2 separate regions of the Mus musculus genome follow, and region 1 is linked to region 2. Evidence: chromatin contacts called from public promoter capture Hi-C data. All regions are on one chromosome and are shown on one strand. The core of a region is the stretch at or near the end of the contact, and the rest is flanking DNA. Distances in the headings are between cores, read along the strand shown. Region 1 holds the start of Adora1 (adenosine A1 receptor). Region 2 holds the start of Ppp1r15b (protein phosphatase 1, regulatory subunit 15B).

The links. Promoter capture Hi-C pulls out the DNA fragments that hold promoters and counts their contacts.
Region 1: a contact with region 2 is called in a promoter capture Hi-C map of liver, with 2.9 times the contacts expected there. The contact joins the promoter of Adora1 here to the promoter of Ppp1r15b in region 2.

The regions. Positions count from the first base shown.
Region 1 is chr1:134,234,177-134,238,756 of GRCm38.p6, forward strand. Adora1 (adenosine A1 receptor) reads right to left here and starts at 1,281. Exons shown (of 2, transcript NM_001008533.3): 1 at 1-1,281. The coding sequence starts at 179.
Region 2 is chr1:133,129,807-133,134,863 of GRCm38.p6, forward strand. It overlaps Ppp1r15b (protein phosphatase 1, regulatory subunit 15B), which reads left to right and starts at 1,360. Exons shown (of 2, transcript NM_133819.3): 1 at 1,360-3,809. The coding sequence starts at 1,941.

The DNA of each region.
Region 1 (4,580 bases), core at 31-2,530, 1.1 Mb after region 2:
GCGCCAACAGCCACATCAGCTACCGCCAGGGATACGATGAAGCAGAAGGTAGCATCGCGAAGTGCCTGGTTCACCTTCACAGCCCAAATCACCAGTACATTTCCGGGCACAGAGACCAAGGCAATGAGCACCTCGATGCCAATGTAGGCAGCCTGGAAGGCCGAGATGTACGGCGGCATGGTGGGCAGGAGCTGGGCACATCAGCAGACAGGCGCCCTGGGGCGCGAGGCCAGCACCTGTGGTCAGGAAGCCTGCGGTGGGGATGCCAGCCTGGGAAGGAGGGGGACATAGGCAGCCCTGCGAAGATGTGCCCCAGTAAAGTGATGCAGTGCCTGCCCAAGCTGGCCAGACACTCAGGCTCACTATCTGCTTAACCTCTGTCCCCTCCCCTTGTCCTTAGAGGTTCCATTCAGCAACTTAAAATAGCAGCACTCACTCCACCACTGGTTTTTGTATCAGGTGTGAGGTGGCTCCCTGTACACTTACTCCACAAGGATCCCCTGTGAATCCACAGTGCCCACAGGTGTCCGCCGACCCGGAGGCAAGGAGCTCACCATCCTGCCTGCCAACCGGTAGGGGGTCCCAAAGGCGTTGCCCTAAGTTCCCCGGGCGGCTTTCCGGAGCCGCGCCGGGCAGGGTTGGGTTCTGGGCACCGCGCGCGCATCGGCTCATCGTTCTCCAGGCTCCCGCCGCTGCGCTCCCAGCCCGGCCTTTCAAGCAATCACATGGTGTGGCAGAGGCTCAGCCCCGGACGCCTTTAAAGAGGTAGTGCCCCTGTTTCGTACCTGGGACTGGATGGCAGGCGTGATTCTGAGGGACTAAGCCCAGGACCTGGCGGGTCCACCGGCTCCCATTCCCCGCGTGCGCGCACGCCTACCCTGTGCCCACCCACCTGGGACGCCGCTGGTGCCCGATTCTTAACAGAAGCCTGGTCCAGCTCCAGCTCTGCCCAGAATCCTTACCCATCGACTGCCCCAAGGGGGACACCCCAGTCATTTCATCCACCCCTTTCCTGCACACTCATGATGCACGAACTGAGCCACAGACTTACCCAAGGTCACACCAAAGCTGGCAGAGCGCCTGGCCACCTGAACTGTCTAGCCAAGTATCCCCAGACCTCAAAACCTTGGGCAGTCGCTCCCTCAGAGGATGCCAGGGGAACCCAGGGCTAGCCAGTTATGTCCAAGGGGTGGTAGCCAGCCGAGACTCCACTCTGGCGCCGGCGCCTTCGTCGCCCCCGGCGCGGGAGCTGAGTGACAATCGGGCTCCGCACACCGGGAGGGGGAGGGGGCGGGGGCGGGGGCGGCGGCGGCACCCGCGGGCCCCTCCCTCGTCGCCCTCCGTCTCCTCCCCTACCCCCTCCTCTAAACAAAGGAAGTGATTCAGTGTGAGAAAAGCTGGGAAAACGTGAGCGTCTCGAATGGTGTGATGTATGGATCCGGCCTCGGGACAGGGACAGTACCGAGGTGCCGATTCCCGTGTTCCCTCTTTCCCTTACTCCCTCCCTCCCTTCTCAATGCAGCAGGCGGACAGCCCAAGCCCTAATCACCTGCGGGACTCAAGAGGGCCCCTCTCTGGTCTCCCACCGCCACCAACCATTGGCATCTGGGCGCCTCCCCTAATCTTAAAACCTACTCTCTTCAGGAAAGCAGTCCCAGCACTGTCAGGAGCGCACAGGCTTCCCGCACACACGTTACTTTGCAGGCAGTCTCCTGAGTCATAGCCCTTTCTCATCCATCGCTCAGAGTGCTTTTCAGGCTCTTCGTAATTTCCATTTTGCAGATGAGGATGCTGAGGCTCAGAGAAATGACCCCCACTGTCAGTGTTACACTACTATGCTCCTTCCCCTCCCCCTCCTCCTCCTTCTCCTTCTCCTTTCTGCCCCAGCACCTAAGACTACACAGTATCTAGTCCAATCCCTTGTGCTCCAGAAAAAGATTCAGGCTGGGAAATGAAAGGAACTTGCCAAAGACTAACACACTGAAGCACCAGCACAGTGCCCTTCCCACAGTGCCCTCCCCACCTCGCCCTCCCCCACAGTGTCCCTGGCCCTCACTTCATCACTGGCTCACGCACAGCCCCAAGCCTTCCCTCTCAGTGCCTTATAGAGAGATCCCACCCTGAGAAATCCTGTTTGTTGGTCAAGGGTCTGCACTGTACAGTAGCTGGGTGAGTCAGGCTAGGGGAAACCCTACAACCTGCTGCCCCCTTGCTGGATCCCAGCTGAGGAGAAGGGCTCTGCCCACAGGAGGGAGAGCAACTTCTGCTGGGGTGTGCTGCAGGAGCACAGGAAGGAGCAGTTTCCTCTGGAACCTGGGTGGCTGGGAGGAAGGGTGGGAGCTATTCGGTTTTCTCCAGAGAAAGAAGCCCAATGAGGGGAGGACACTTCCAGGAGACCCAGGGCTTCACTTCCACTTCCACCCTCAGACAACAGGGGACTGTGAGTTTGATGACAAAAGATCAGCTCATCCATGACAGGCATCCTTCCTGCCTACCTCCCATTCCTCCCTACTCCTAAGAGCAAGCTGCCATCCTGCCCCTGCCCATACCATGCGACATGAGGCTGAGATCTGCATGGCATCTGTGCCTCTTGGCTCTTTCTTTCCTTGACTCAGGGCCTTTAAGGCATAAAGCCTTTCACATAATTAATTTTAATTTTTTAAGACAAAGACTTGCTATGTAGCTCAGGTTGGCCTCGAACTCAGTCATTTTAGCTGTCTCATTCCAATACTGGAATGATAGACACAATCCAGCACGGTGTTAGGCAAAGTGAGTTTTTCGTTGGTTGGTTGGTTGGTTGGTTGGCTTGGTGCTGAGGAATGGAACTCAGGACTCTTGTGTGCTAGCCTTGCATTCTGCAGCTGAATTATATCTGTGATCCTCTTTTAAGTCTTGATTTGCTTCTTGTCAGCCCTATGGCAAGTTCACCATGGGGCCAGCCAGTGGCCTCAGGGAGAGGAGGACACTGTGGGAGGACCAAGGCTGAGCAGGAAGACCCAAGGGACTGGATGGACCCTGTGCCAAACGTGATTGCTGTTTTTCACACATGCCCCGACCCCTGACTAGATGAACCTCCTACCATGGCCATTTGACTCCCTACACACAGCACACGCACACGAATTTCGCTGCCTCCAGCAGAGTCCTAGTCTGATGGCAGCTCCATCAGGAATGATACCTAGAAGGTATGGGATCCGCACAGGCTGGTTGAAGGAGAGTTTGATACAGAGTGCTTATAAAAGGACAAGCAAGAGGCCAACAAGGTAGAGGTTGGGTGAATGAGTTTATTGCTGAGCCGGACAACCTGAGATCAATCCTCAAGTTCCACAATATGGAAGAGGAGAACTGTCTGTCAAGGGCTGTCTGTCTCCTGACCTCCATATGTGCACTGTGGCACTCCCACACACATAGACACATGCACTAAATAAATAAAATGTAATAGACTTAAAAAAAAAAAAAAAAGCAGGCAGTGCCAGGCCAATGGGGAGAAGGGGAGGAAAGGAGAGTCCAAAGTTCAAAATGCTGAAATCTGCCCCGTGCTGATAGTGGAGCTATGTTGGGACCAAATCCCACAGGTACCAGGCTTGAGCGCTCTTAAAGGTACCCAAAAGAAAAGCTTTTTACTAAGCATGTGACTCTGAGGCAAAATGATGTCACAGGAAATGAAAAGACCCCAAGGCCTGCTCTCTGCACAATTTCCTCTCAGCCTTGTCTTTTGCCTTCCAAGACCCCTGTCTCTGATTTCTCTGCTGGTACCCTTAGTTCTCCACAGTGGGCCTGAGGAATGTGGAAGAGAGGACAGAGGTGGAAACACACTGGGGTAGCCCTGTTCAGCAGTCCTGAGCCTTCACCTTTCCAGAGGCCTCCACATTGTCCCCAAACTCCCCAGGAGCCTGCCCACCCCTTTGAGCCCCAATGAGGAGAGAATGGCTGGGTGTCAAGGTTTGGGTCCATTCCTAGAGAACAGAAGAGGTCTTAAGATTCTCCTCTGAAGCTAGGCATGACAGTACATGCCTGTTTTCTCAGCTCTAAGAAGGCATAGGCAGGAGGTTCAGGAGTTCAAGACCAGCCTGGGTTATACCTTGAGTTTCCGGCCAGCCTGAGCTACATAATGAGACCCTGCCTCAACCAAACTAAAAACCTCGTCTGAGCCTGGGGGTTTAGTCCAATAGATAGTAAAGTGCTGGCTTAGAATGCAGGCAGTCCTCCGTTCCATTCCTTGTGCCAGAAAGGAAGGGAGGGAGGGAGGGAGGGAGGGAGGGAGGGAGGGAGGGAGGGAGGGGGAGAGAGAGAGAGAGAGAGAGAGAGAGAGAGAGAGAGAGAGAGAGAGAAAGAGAGAAAGAGAGAAAGAAAGAAAGAAAGAAAGAAAGAAAGAAAGAAAGAAAGAAAGAAAGAAAGAAAGAAAGAAAGAAAGAAAGAAAGAAAACAAGCCCTTTTTCTTCCAGCAGGCAGTTTATTCTGGTTCCTATGTCATGGTTATTCTGGGCACTGCAAGCACAAGGAGACCTGAATAAGAACCGGAAGTCAGGACAGAAAGGCTGCAGGTTAGCAGGGGAATGTACCACCCCCTCCAGTTCTGTCCA
Region 2 (5,057 bases), core at 110-2,609:
TAGATGATCCTCTCGGCTTCACCCCAAAAGGAACTGAAGCCCGAAGTAACTTATTTGCATACTCGGACCTCCTGCTACTATGAAAAAAACGACTCATTGCTAATTACGTTTTCCTAAAGCTTTTAGGATTAAGAAACCAGTTACTGCCAGACACAAGTAATAAGATGTTGTGGGGGCGTAAACAGTAAAAACTCTTGGTTTCAGGGAAGAAAGAGCTTGTTCCTTGCTCAACAAGTCATGAGGATCAGCTGACCCTCCCCCAGGGCAGCAAGATTCTCCTCCTTAGTGTAACCACTACGCTCTGTGATAGCCACTTGGTCTTTGCATTGTGGATTAAAATGAGAATAAGAAAGTGAACTAAAGACCAGGCATGGTGGTGCATGCCTTTAATCTCTTTGCTGGAGAGGAAGAGACAGAACTAATAAGTTCAAGGCCAGCCTGGTCTACATCGCCAGTTCCAAACAGTCAGGGCTCTGTAGAGAGACCCGGCCTCAAATAAACAAATAAATAGATAAGTAAGAAAAGAAAAAAATAAAAATAAAAAAGGAAGAAAGAAACCAAACTAGTAAGAGATAAATCAGCCAGTACTTGGTTGGAAGGCCGAGGCAGAAAGATTGTGGTTAGTTTGAGGCCAGCCTGAGCTTCATAGTAAAATCTGTTTCAAACAAACAAAATCCTCCCCTTATTACAGTAATTAAAATTAATCAGCCAATATTTTTCAGAGGACAAAAGTCACCAATGTGTTATCCTTCGCCGGATGCTCTACTCTGTGGCTCTTGTTACTGAGGAAATAAGTGAATTGAACGCGCTGTTTCTGAGTTAGTTAACAGTTATCTTCCCACCTGTGACTTCAGCTTGCTAGTAACACCGCGTTTTTCTTTCTGAGGGGTATTTTGTCAAATGGACCCTGAAAGATGTCCAAATTAGATCACAGGCAATGCTAGAGACTTAGAAATCCTAAAGCAGAGGGGACAGGAATGTGTGAGTGATTCAGTTTCACTATGATTCACTAGGGATGATGTGTGTCTTAGCACCAGGCGAGTTGGTTATACAGCACTGCCTACATCGTTTCACTCCAGTCTTCCTACGCCCTTAATAGGAGAAGACCGATACACGTGTCAGATAAGCGGATAATTTGCCTAGCAATCGGATCCATAAAAAAGGGCTCGGGAGAATTCTCGGGTTCTCTTGAAACCCACTCACCTCCCCAGCCATTCCCTTTGACCTAGAGGGTGGGGCGCGGAGTCTCCTAGGAGACCAGAATGAACTGACTGCGCAAGCGTACATCCTAGGTCCGGCTGATGCAACTCGCCGCGTGCGAGCCCCGCTCTACCCCGAGTAAGGAAGCCGACAGGGACCACAGACGCGGCCAATCAGAGGCCACGCACGAGGGTGAGGCAAGTCCGCCTCTCGGGAGGCAAGGGTGGGGGTTCGGCGAATGACGTGAGGCGCCGCTGGGCGGTAGGGAGTAGACGCCCTCGGTCCTCCGTCTCGCCCTGCAGCTTCCGGGTGTGCGGCTGCGGCCATTTTGAGCTTCGCTTCTTTGCGCCCTCGCCTGCCACCCAGCCACCCTTTCCGCCTTGGCGTTTCGCGCCTCCGTGCGGGCCACCGGAAACGCCGCCGTCGTCTCCGTCGCCGCCGCGCGAGGGAGGGTCTTCTCTATGGTGGAGCGATCTCACACGGCCTAGGACGTCTCCTTCCCTAGCCGGGATGGACCTAACCGCGGTCGCCACCGCTTGCGCGGGCCTCTGGGCCGTCCGGTGCAGCACTCGTTGCGGAAGCCGCCGCTCTCTGGGCCTCCTCTGCCGGCGCGGGAATCGGACTGCAGTACCCACTCCGTGGCTGGGCAAGGCGGAGACTGTGTAGACCTCGGATCCAGCCTGCGCTGACGCCGCTGAGCTCTGTCCTCCTCCTGTCTGAGAAGCCGCCAAGGAAAGGAGATGGAGACAGGAACGCACAGGGCCCGGAAGCGGCCTGGCCCTCGGCTGGGCTCCTGGTTCCGGCTGCCCTTCCTTCGGCGATCGCACGCCTGCTCTTCGGAGTTCCCGCCGCCTTCCTCTCGACAAAATCCCGGGAACTCCGCTCTGCCCGAGCGTCGGACCAGGTACTGGACCAAATTGCTTTCTCAGCTCCTTGCCCTGCTCCCTAGCCTATTCCAGAAGCTGCTGCTTTGGAGCCAGCTTTTCGGGGGCCTGATTCCTACCAGATGGCTAGATTTTGCCGCAAGTTACAGCGCCCTGAGAGCTTTGAGAGGACGGGAGGAATCTGCCGCTCCCACGGTGCAGAAGTCTCTGAGTTCACTGCGGCTGGACTCTTCGGAAGACTTGGTTGTCAGTTCTCTTGATTGGCTAGAGGAGGGACTCCAGTGGCAGTGCTCGTCCTCAGACCTGGAGTTAAAACTCAAGGCCCAGGAAAGAGCTTTAGACTCTGCAGCGCCCACTTTCCTCCTGGAGCAGCAGCTGTGGGGAGTGGAGTTGCTGCCCAGTAGCCTTCAAGCTGGTCTAGTCTCCCACCGAGAACTTGACTCTTCATCCTCTGGGCCTCTGAGCGTTCAGAGCTTAGGTAATTTCAAGGTAGTTTCCTATCTCCTGAACCCTTCCTACCTGGACTACCTTCCCCAGTTAGGGCTGCGCTGTCAGAGCAGCGCTGGAGGTGGCCAGTTTGTGGGTTTCCGAACACTAACCCCAGAGAGCTGCTATCTTTCTGAAGATGGTTGTCACCCTCAGCCGTTGCGGGCAGAGATGTCGGCAACCGCCTGGAGAAGGTGTCCGCCTCTCTCTACAGAAGGCCTGCCGGAAATCCACCACCTTCGTATGAAACGGCTAGAATTCCTCCAGGCTAACAAAGGGCAAGAGTTACCCACCCCTGACCAAGATAATGGCTATCATAGCCTGGAGGAGGAACATAACCTTCTCCGGATGGACCCACAACATTGCACAGATAACCCAGCACAGGCGGTGTCCCCTGCTGCAGACAGGCCGGAGCCCACTGAGAAAAAACCAGAATTGGTGATTCAAGAAGTTTCACAGAGCCCCCAGGGAAGCAGTCTGTTTTGTGAATTACCCGTGGAAAAAGAATGTGAAGAGGACCACACTAATGCAACTGACCTCTCAGATAGAGGAGAGAGCCTTCCTGTTTCTACCAGACCAGTTTGTAGCAACAAACTGATAGATTATATTTTGGGAGGCGCCCCCAGTGACTTGGAAGCCAGCTCTGATTCTGAAAGTGAGGATTGGGGCGAGGAACCTGAGGACGATGGCTTTGATAGCGATGGCTCCCTGTCTGAATCAGACGTGGAACAGGACTCGGAAGGCCTTCACCTTTGGAACTCTTTCCACAGTGTAGATCCTTACAACCCCCAAAACTTTACAGCCACGATTCAGACGGCTGCCAGAATTGCCCCCAGAGACCCATCAGATTCAGGGACATCCTGGTCTGGCAGCTGTGGTGTAGGGAGCTGTCAGGAGGGACCCCTTCCGGAGACCCCCGACCATAGTTCCGGGGAGGAAGATGACTGGGAACCGAGTGCAGATGAAGCAGAGAATCTTAAATTGTGGAACTCTTTCTGTCATTCTGAGGACCCCTACAACCTTTTAAATTTTAAGGCTCCTTTTCAACCGTCAGGGAAGAATTGGAAAGGCCGTCAGGACTCAAAGGCCTCTTCTGAGGCTACAGTGGCCTTCTCTGGCCATCATACCTTACTTTCTTGTAAGGCCCAGCTGTTAGAGAGCCAAGAAGATAATTGTCCAGGCTGTGGGCTGGGTGAGGCTCTTGCTGGAGAAAGATACACCCATATCAAGAGAAAAAAGGTTTGTTCCCTTTTACATGACTAATAACTTGCTCTATTTTGATATGGTTACTATAGCAGCATGACTTTGCCTCTGGAGGCACAGTTGTGCACATTTTTGAGGAAGGCATCTGAGCTGGTGTTCTTGAATTGAGAAATACTCCAGTGTGATCCTTCTTCCCAATATAGAGAAATGTTCTTCTCCAAATGAAAGGTGCCAGTATTAGATGTTAGCAGGGGTGTCATTTTGGTTGGTGGAACCTGAAAGTTAGAAATGGTTTTGCATGTGTTTTATTTGAAAGTATATAATGTTTTATTTTCATGGCTACAGTGTCCTTATTCCTATCCATTGGAATCCAGAGGAATAACACTAGCAAGCAGCAAATTAGGTTTGTTCAGTTGTTTGCCCTGAAAGTGGTACTGTGGTGTGTGCCTGTAATTCCAGTACTTTAGAAGCAGGTGGGTGTTCTGGAGTTTTGGAGTCTAGCCTGGTCTACCTAGTGAGTTCCAGACTAGCTAAAGATACATGAGCAGGACCTTATCTCAAAAAGGGGGTGGGGGTGGGGCATACACCTGGCTTTCCTGCAGTCAGTTGTGTTCCCAGCTGTCCGGAACCTCCAGCCCAGTTTGTTTTTTAGGTCTCTTATGTAACACAAGACCTCACTGTGAAGTCCAAGCTGGCCTTTGAGCCTGGTGTCTCAAGCTTCCCGAGTGCAGGGATGATTGTGAGCCTCCCGGCTTGTTTAAAACTTCACCGGGCAGTCCTTTGGTTGAGCTTGCTTGGAGTTCAGAGTCCTTTGAGCTGCCTAGCTTCTCACTGCTTACTCAGCTGGGTTACTATTTGATACAAAGATGTCTTCTATTGTTGAGGGAGTTTCTTAGGCTTTCATTTGGAAAGAGAAAGCAGTGAGTGAGTGAGTTATCATTGAACTATTCTGCAGCTCCAGTGCCTGTCAGGGACAGTGTGTGAGCGAGCGAGCTCCTGGGTCTGAAGGGCCTAGCTTTTTTTTTTTTTTTTTGGGTTTTGGAGACAGGGTTTCTCTGTATGGCCATGGCTGTCCTGGAACTCACTTTGTAGACCAGGCTGGCCTCGAACTCAGAAATCCACCTGCCTCTGCCTCCCAAGTGCTGGGATTAAAGGCGTGTGCCACCACCGCCCAGCCAGGCCTAGCTTTTTAAAAACTATTCTTGGACATATCCAAATGGTAGTAACCTTACGTCTTGTCTATAGAGGCATAAGGCATGCTAAAAAATAAATTTTAGAGTGGTA